Linked DNA regions of Sus scrofa: region 1 is linked to region 2. The links are chromatin contacts, called in public HiChIP or PLAC-seq maps. All regions are on one chromosome and are shown on one strand. Each heading gives the region's core, a stretch centred on a gene start, on an enhancer-like site or on the middle of the called end of the contact. The rest is flanking DNA. Distances are from core to core; before and after follow the strand shown.

Region 1 (4,859 bases), core at 145-2,644, 120 kb after region 2:
CTTTGTTTGGCATTCCTTTTGATTTTTAAAATGATTGCATGAAATGAATTATTTATCTTGATCACTGAGATTTTAGCGCCCCCTAAAGTCTGTGCATGAGTTGAGTGCCTGCTTGCCTTGCCCTCTCCTGACTCCCCGCCCTGTGCTCCGGGCACTGCCTGGAGGCGGAGCCCTGAAGTCAGAGCTACCCTTACCTCTTCAATGCAGACAAGCCCTGCTCCTGTCTGCGGGTCATACTGGCCAGCTGGGAACTCTCTCTTCTGGAAGAACCACTGGAAGCGGGTTTCTTTCTTGGTGTTGGTCACCTAAGGAAGGTGCCGAGTCAAGAGACCCCTTCAGGCTTTGGCTTTTAAGTGAAGACTTAGTTTGTCAGAACTTTTGTTGTAAATGTGACCCCCCCACATTTCCCCCCCACCCCACTTCTCTCTGTCTCTTCTGATGGCTTCTAGACACTGGACTTTCGCTAATGATGTTTCCTCTGCTTCTCAATCCTTCTCCTATTCCATTTTTCCTGTAAATGCCTATCTCATCTCCTCCAGGAAGCCTTCCTAGAGTGCCCCTTATCATGAGTAATCAATTTCTTGCACCCCTCCATCACAGCAGGAGGCATGCTGTTCTCCCATGATCTTGCTTTGGACCGTGGGATCCTAGAGGCCTAAGGAGACCACTGTTTCATCTTTGTACGCCCAGTGCTTGCAGAATGTCTAACGCAGAGTAGGTGCTCTGCATTGGTTGAACGGCTACGCTTCATGGGGTGTGCCCTCCCCCTGTATCTAAAAGGCTGCAGGGTGCTGAGAAGGAGCAAATGTTTTGGAGTCAGACACCCTCTGACTCCCCCAGCTCAAGGCTCTCTCTTACTGTGTGGTCTTGAGCTATTCCTCTGCTTATTTTCTCATGGGTAAAGTGGAATCATAACGCCTCTCTCACAGATGACTGTGAGGCAGTTGAGATAAAAGAATGCCCTGAAGCGCTGAGCACAGGGTCTGGCAAGACTGACACTCAGAATCCACCCTCAGACCCCTGACCCCCCCAAACCCCTCCCAGAGCAGCTGGCAGATCTAGCTCAAGGCTGACCTAACACCCGCCCACTAACTCACTCTAACTCGGCTCCTTGGGATTTTGTTTCCTGGTTAAATACAAAATTCTTAGGGCTACTTCCTCTGCTGGGGAACAGACTAGCGCAGGGCATGGTGTTTCCAGGAGTGGGGCAAGATGGGCAAGGGGCTTGGGAACAGCCACAGGTCTGGCCCCATTGGTTTGGGGGCAGGGCTGGAGGCGGGGGCGGGGATTTGCCTTGCAGGTCAGCAGCACTTGGCAGTCCTCCGTGACCTTCCACTGCAGAGGCTCCTCGAAATACGGACCTGGGAGGGACAAACACACACGACCATCGGTCAGAGCGCCAGGCTTAGCCTGGGCGCCACCTGGTGGCGAGACAGGGGAAGGCAGCTGAAGAGGGGCATCTAGTGACCACTGGCCGCTCGGATTTTGGGATTTCCGTCCCCATCAGGGCGGGGACTGGGGTGAATGAAGTAAGGGAGGCCCTTAGGGTGCAAAATTTAAGGCGGCGCTCATTCTCGGGGTTAAGCAAGTGCTCTTTTGTTCTGGCACGAGGAGGACAACACTGGATCCAATGGTAGTGACCTTCCCTCGCGGGGGCGGGGGCAGGGGCGGGCAGTAGGGTGGAGGGGTTTATTAACCCACTAGCCCAGTGGTTCCCCAGCAATGACTGCTGGCCTGGTGGCCGAGGCAGTTCTTACCCTGTTTTCTCTTCCAGTCTCTTCTCTTGGCATCCGCCTTCCTCAGAAGTTTGTCAAACTCTGTGAAGAGAGAGGGGAACTGGCGTGATTGAGAGGAACGCGGGTCTGGAGGGTCTAGAGTGGGGGCGTCAGGGTGGACAGAGACCTCAGGGCTGGGAGCTGAGGCCAGGTGCGTGGGGTGCACCGGAGCAGGGGTGGGGCCGGGGGTGGGGGTTAGGAGGCGAGGGTAGGTGCAGGGCAGAGCTGACCGTCATCCACCAGAGCCAGAGTGATCTGGTTCTTGGCTTTTCCATCTTGGAGCTGGGCCGTGTAAGACCCTTTGTCGTCCTCAGTCAAGTTCTGGATGATAACTTCCACCAGGCCCTTCTCTCGGACAAAATTGATTTTGCGGTTCTGGGGAGAACAAACCCAGAGAGTCTTTCCTGCCCTTTTCCAATCCCAGGGAATTTATGGGGCACAAGTCTGGCCGAAGTGGGATTTGGGGGTGATATATGCAGCATTAGAAGCCTTCAGAGACTGGAGAGGGGGACTCCTGAGTAACCTTCTCCTGTATATACTGGGTTGTCCCCACACCCGGCCCCTGAGAACAAACACCCTGGGGCCCCGCAGGCAAAGAGTCTGCGTCCTTGATTTAATTGCCGTTAACCATCAGCCCCCAACCTCCTATTGGTCCGCTGCCAACAGGAAGTTGTTTTCCATTTCTTTTGCAATTTGATAGAAAAAAAAAATCCCCCTAAAACTTTAAAGGAAAAATGCGAAAAAGCCTGTGTACGTGCTACCCAGAATTAACACTCATTTACATCGGTCACAGTCTAACATTTTTGCAACATTTTCTTTTCTACATTGAAGACCTTACTCCCTCTGGCTTTATTTGTATGTATGATTTGAAGGAACCATCTGGTTTTATTTTATTTTCCTATGGGGCATCTGATAGCCTTAGCGTTGCGTTTTGAGTCCAGGCTTTGCTATACTTCCTACCGAGAGCCAGGGTCATGCTTATTAATCTTTGTTTTTCCCTCTGCTCCTACTGCATGCAGAGATGCTCCAGGCCAGGGATCCAAGCTGTGCCACAGCAGTGACCCAAGCCACGGCAGTGACAACACCAGGTCCTTAATCCTCCAGGCTACCAGAGAACTCCCCTTGTTAATCTTTTTTTTTTTTTGGTCTTTTCTAGGGCCGCACCCACTGCATGTGGAGGTTCCCAGGCTAGGGGTCCAATCAGAGCTGCAGCAGCCGGCTTACCCCAGAGCCACAGCAACGCGGGATCCGAGCCAGGTCTGTGACCTACCCTACAGCTCACGACAATGCCGGATCCTTAACCCACTGAGCAAGGCCAGGAATTGAACCGAAACCTCACGGTTCCTAGTCGGATTCGTTAACTACTGCCCCAGGAAGGGAACTCCTCCCCATGCTTAATCTTTATGCAGAACTTTCCAATCTAGTTTCTCAATTACTCCTCCTGATCCTGGAGCAACGAGCCCCATTGTACAGATGCACAAACTGATGCACAGAGAGGTGCAGAGACCTGCCCAAGGGCACACAACCCACGGGGAATGAATAGGAGTCTTCTGACATCTGGCTCTGAGCTCTTTCTCCTCTGTCAGAACCAGAGCCCCTCTTTATAACACATATTTAATGTTGACCACTTGGCCATCTGGAGGTGAAATTCACAAATAATATCATCCTATGATTGAATCTCTCATGAGACTGAAATAAGCATGTTTGTAAGTAAAAACAGTTGCGTGTGGGCAGCTAACGTGGTTCAACTAATACAACTGAGCTACACACATGATTTTTTAAAAAGAAATATAATACCACAGCTATAATAGCAAGAGGAAATAACAATAATTTTTTCAATATGCAGCTGCTCAGACACAATCTCACTCGTGCTGCACTGATTTATAATGAATTGATTTGAATTAAAGAGAAGAAAAGCAAAGCTATTCTGTACAAGAAGAACAGGAAAATGAATGAATGAACACACATAAATTGGCTAATAGAATAAAGACTCTATTCCGTGTATACTAAAACCGTGAAAATTCTTTGTGTTTGTATCTCAAGGTTAGGGTCCAAATGTGCATGATTATAACCACGAAAGTAGGGTTTTCATCTTAAGAGCGTCTGGCATGAAATTCTTTGTGGGAGTGTCCCTTGCATTGACAAGTGTCTAACTTGCCTGCCACCTGCCCCCCGCCCCTAAAATCCATGTGTCCCCACTCCCACCTCATGACTATGACAGCCTGAGCAGGTGGCCATTTCTAAAATGTCCACTAGGGGGAGGCACTGGCCAGTGGAGACCAGTGTCCGGGAGGCCACCTTCTGCACTGGGGACCTCACCTAGGAATTCTGAGCCCCTAATTACCGGTGAGCTGAAGATTTCCTTGTCGTTGAAGATTAGATGCAGCTCAGCGGCTGGAGACAACTTTTCTACTTCCAGCCAAAGCCGCACCTCTCCTCGCTCAAGGATGTCAACGTTCCAGCCCGAGATCAGCTTGATCACTGGGAGGCAGAGGACAGGAAGGGGTGGGCAGGGCACCCTTCTCCTGCCCCCACCCCCAACAGCCCCTCTTGAGCACACCGTGAACAAATGTACACAATGCTTCAGAGTCTGATGGAGACGTGACCAGGTGAGGGGCTGGGGAGCGTTTTCTCTCATTCAGTCACCTCACATTGCATCCGCGTCCAGGGCTTTCATTTTTTAAATTCTTTTTAGGGCCACACCTGCGGCATATGGAAGTTCCCGGGCTAGGGGGTGAATTGGAGCTGCAGCTGCCGGCCTACACCACAGCCACAGCAACACAGATCTGAGCTGCCTCTGTGACCTGTGCTGCAGCTTGTGGCAACACCAGATCTTAAATCCACTGAGTGAGGCCAGGGATTGAACCAGCATCCTCATGGACATTTTGTCAGGTTCTTAACCCGCTGAGCCACAGCGGGAACTCCCCCAAGGGAGTTCAAAAACACCAATGTCTGGCTCCAGCCCCAGAGGCTCAGATGACCCAGGATCCAAGTAGAAACCATCCACTCTGCCCTCCCTTTCACCCCATGTGCTCTCTGCTGGCCCCTCTTTTCCTTTCATGGACTGCTGATCCATGGGTCTCT
Region 2 (4,364 bases), core at 1,796-4,295:
TTTTGCCTTTTCTAGGGCCGATCCTGCGGCATATGGAGGTTCCCAGGCTAGGGGTCTAATTGGAGCTGTAGCCACTGGCCTACGCCAGGGCCACAGCAACTTGGGATCTGAGTTGCATCTGCAACCTACACCGCAGCTCATGGCAACGCCAGATCCTTAACCCACTGAGCAAGGCCAGGGATTGAACCTGCAACCTCATGGTTCCTAGTTGGATTCTTTAACCATGGAGCCACGACGGGAACTCCTACTATAGCTTCATTTTTAGAACTAACGAGATTGAGGTTTACACAGGTGATGTGACTAAGCCAAGGTCTAATTGGTGAAGGAGACTTGGTCTTCCAGAGGATTCGGTGATGACAGCCCAAGCTTTGGAGCCCACAAAGCAGGACTCAACAAGGGCTCCACTCTTCCTTGGCCGCATGATCTTGAGGGAGTCCCTATTGCCTTTGAGACTTGTTTTTCCTTCTCCGTAAGGTAGGACAACCCATCTCCCTTTGAGGAGCTCCCTTGGGGTCTCCTGGCTCAAGGAGTTTTTGCAGGGGTGGGAGTAGAAACAAACTATTTGAAGGAGAGATGGCCCCACCCAAGGAAGGGACCAAAGGCCATTGGTCCCTTGAGGGTTGGGGACCTGGGCTGTGGCCTGAAAGTGCCTTGGGGAGATAGCAGGACCTCTGGGGGAAGTTGCTGGGTGGCGTACCCTGGAGGTTGAACCCAAGACACAGTGGATTCAAGTCTTGGCAAAGAATCTGAACTCTAGGCATGCCAGAGAAGTGCACAGAGCTGAACTTTATGGGATCAAACCCCTTTGGACAATGGGCATCCATCCTAGGAGGAGCCAGAGTGGCTTCTGTCATTTTGTGCTCCTACAAGACCCCAAGAGTTGATGTCTGGTGCTAGAAGGTGGGGGTTGGGTGAGGGAAACTCAGTACACGCTGAGATACAACTTCTGTCTTTTTTTTTTTTTTTTTTTTGTCTTTTTGTCCTTTTTAGGGCCACCCCCATGGCATATGGAGATTCTCAGGCTAGGGGTCTAATTGGAGCTGTTGCTGCAGGCCTACACCAGGGCCACAGCAATGCCAGATCCGAGCTGCATCTGTGACCCACACCACAGCTCACGGCAACACCGGATCCTTAATCCACTGAGTGAGGCCAGGGATCGAACCCGCAACCTCATGGTTCCTAGTTGGATTTGCTTCCACTATGCCATGATGGGAACTCCAGATTCAACTTCTGACCAGCCCAGTAGGATGAGGGCTCAGAGTCCTATTGAACATTCTTTAATAAAAATGAACAAAAGAATGTCTTGTACACATCCGAGAGCATGGGGTAAAATGAGAAGATGCAGTGAGATGAGGAGGGAAGAGAAGAGACTGGTGCTGGAGGGCTCTGCTCAGCTGAGCTGGGCTGCCATTTCCCCACCCTAAACTGGCGTTAACCAACCAAAAGGTAAAGGACCTGCTTCACTGGCTGAGGCCCATGCCATCTCCCGGGGCCTCCCCCAATTCCTCCCTAGCCCCTCCTCCAACTCAATCCTGGTCTTCATGCCTGGAAGATGTCTGCATGCCACCCATACTAGGGCAAAACAGCCTGTGGCCTTATCTATCCTCATCTCCAATCCAGAGCAAAGGCAGGTGGGGTGAAGAACAGAATCTCCTCTGCAGCCACTCCCAATGCAGGTACCCCCATCCCGGAGCCAGCGTCATCCAGTCAACCCTCCATGAGCCTGAGTGATGGTCTCGGGCCCAGGTTTTCTTGGAAGAGAAGTGGCGTGATTTGTCTAAGGCCCTAGGGTTACTAGAGGCAGCCCTGGGGTTCACACCCAGACACTGGCCCCAGTGCACATGTGTCAGCACTACTGTTCCCTGAGTGGAACCTCCAGGGAAGTGGACCCTGGTCTTCTGAGTCTAGCGTGGACTAGACCACATTACACTACCGAGATGCCCCAACTGGGCAATCCGTGTCTCTCTGTGCCTCAGTTTCCCCATCTGTAAAATGAAGGCCAGGACTCACCAGGTGATCTCTTCGAGCCCTAGTCTTTTGGGGTTCTTTCCTGGCCACCACCTGCTATTCAAGCCTGTACCTTGTAAGGCAGGATAGCCTTGTGGTCAAAGAGTAAGTAAGCTGTGGAGCCAGATGCCGAAGTGCAAGCCCAGCACCCTCACTTCATGCCCTTGTAACATCAGGTAAGTAGCTGAGGCCCCGTCTGCCGAGCGGGGAATGATAATAGCACCTACTGTAGACAGTTGTGAGGATTAAATAAATTTAATCATGAAAGGCCCTTAGAGTAGCACCTGGCACATGTGAGGCTGTCTGCGGGCTGTGAGCATCACCTTCTATCCTAACTTTGATAGACATGAAAGCCGAGGGCTGATTCTTGACCTGTCTGAAGGTAGGGATTGGACCAGCCCTGTGCCTTCCAGTGCTGGCCCTCAAAAACCTCAGGAGGCCTCACGGGACATCCATCTCCTGGCCCCTGGCAGGCCCACCCAGCTTCTCCCAACCCTGGAGGGAAGGGGTAAGTTAAGAACACAGGTTTTCTGCAATGAGGAAGGATCCCCAAATAAAACAGCAAGAGGGAGTTCCCGTCGTGGCGCAGTGGTTAACGAATCCGACTAGGAACCATGAGGTTGCGGGTTCGGTCCCTGCCCTTGCTCAGTGGGTTAACGATCTGGCGTTGCCGTGAGCTGTGGTGTAGGTTGCAGATGCAACTCAGATCCCAAGTTGCTGTGGCTGTGGCGTAGGCCAGTGGCTACAGCTCTAATTCGACCCCTAGCCTGGGAACCTCCATATGCCGCAGGAGCGGCCCAAGAAATAGCAACAACAACAACAAAAAGACAAAAAAAAAAAAAAAAAAATAAAAAAAAAAATAAAACAGCAAGAAAAACTACTCACCGTTGTTTGTGGCTGAGCTCCCTGACCCTGCTGGGTGTTGAGGAGTCCTGGCAGTTGTGTGGCTAAAGCCTGGCCCTAGGGCCCAGCCAGAGCTCCTGTTGGACTGCTGCCCCCAAACCAGCTGTCTCTTGCTTTTGCTTTCTCACAGATGAGTGAGTGTGGCCTTCCGTCCCTGTCACAACTTCCCCTCTGGGTCCCCAGTGCCACAACGTTCTTGCCCTTGGAGTTGAACTGTTTTTCATGGGGATCTCTGACCAGGGTATTGTCCTTGGAGCTGCGGGATTTGGGTTCTAATCCAGCCAGTTCTTATGACCTTAAGCAATTCACTTAACCTCCCTAAACCTTAATTTCTTCATCTGTAAAATGGGGATAAGGCACTAGCCTGGTACAGATCACCTAGAATGACATTCCATACGAATGCCTCTACCCCTCCAGATCAGAGCTTTGAACCAGATGCATTCAGGCACCAGGCAGATAACATAAATGGGTGAAGAGTGCCGGTGTGGGGCACCAGGGAGTGGTGCAGGCTGTGGGGAATGGGGAACACCCCTCTCAGCTCCAGGGAAGCCTAGCCCCTGGGGAGTGCAGGCCCAATTGCCAATGGTCAAAGCATTTGAAAGATGGGCCACATTTTCCGAGACTAGAAATCCTGACTTTTATGTAGTGGCTTCCAGTCTTAGAAGGTTGCCCACAAAGTCAAATCTTTAAAAATACTGTGTAGGGGAGTTCCCCTGGTGGCTCCGTGGGTTAAGAACCCGACTCGTATCCATGAGGATGTGGGTTTGATCCTTGGCCTCGCTCAGTGGGTTAATGATCTGGCATTGCATGAGTTATGGTGTAGGTCGCAGGTGCCGCTTGGATCTGGCGTTGCTGTGGCTGTGGTGTAGGCCAGCAGCTATAGCTCTGATTTGACCCCTAACGTGGGAACTTCCATATGCTGCAGATATGGCCCTAAAAAGACAAAAAAAAAAAAAAAAGAAAGAAAGAAAAGGACTGGGAATCTGGGAATCTGGGTTCCAGGGTGGTTCTGCCACTGCCTGGCTATGTGATAAGTTACTTCCTTTGGCCTCGATTTCCCTACTCCTAAAATGATAGGTGCTTCTGCAACGTCCAATGGATCTGAATCACCTGAAGGGCTTGTGAGAACAGATTGCTGGCCCACACCACCCCAAGTTTCTGACCAAAGTATTGTGGGGCGAGACCCGGGAATCTGAATTCTTAACAAGTTCCCAGGTGATTCTGTTGGTCCTTGGACACATATTCGGCAGCACTAGACAAGATGATGGTTAAGGGCCCTTTTTGCTCAGTTGGTCCAGAATCTCCAAGTCTCCTGGGTACCCTGGGTAGGGCTGATGGGACCCACACAGGAAGTCTGTTCTCCTTTTCCCCACGGGAGCTTAGTTGCACCTGCATGGGATGGTCAGGCGTCAGTTTTCTCAGTTCCTAGCGGACAGTCGGCTTCCCCAGTCCTT

What was found. HiChIP or PLAC-seq counts read pairs in DNA pulled down with a chosen protein or histone mark.
Region 1: an H3K27ac HiChIP or PLAC-seq map of skeletal muscle shows a contact between it and region 2. The contact joins the enhancer-like site here to the promoter of CNR2 in region 2. A contact is called at or near these places in 1 of 5 promoter capture datasets (liver), 10 of 47 Hi-C or Micro-C datasets (alveolar macrophages, blood, embryonic fibroblasts and 6 more) and 2 of 2 datasets of contacts at active chromatin or transcription factors (alveolar macrophages and skeletal muscle).

The regions. Positions count from the first base shown.
Region 1 is chr6:81,813,932-81,818,790 of Sscrofa11.1, forward strand. MYOM3 (myomesin-3) reads right to left here. Exons shown (of 38, transcript XM_021095533.1): 26 at 4,120-4,256; 27 at 2,006-2,150; 28 at 1,758-1,817; 29 at 1,294-1,361; 30 at 195-305. Among named protein-coding and RNA genes, the nearest start is that of MYOM3, 43 kb to the right of the region's middle. Within about 2 kb of position 1,395, at least 35 of the 83 cell types and tissues checked have an H3K27ac peak or open chromatin away from gene starts, as enhancers often do. A contact at or near this core is called in alveolar macrophages, liver, skeletal muscle and 1 more, where this site is marked.
Region 2 is chr6:81,689,505-81,693,868 of Sscrofa11.1, forward strand. CNR2 (cannabinoid receptor 2) reads right to left here and starts at 3,046. Exons shown (of 2, transcript XM_021095532.1): 1 at 2,893-3,046.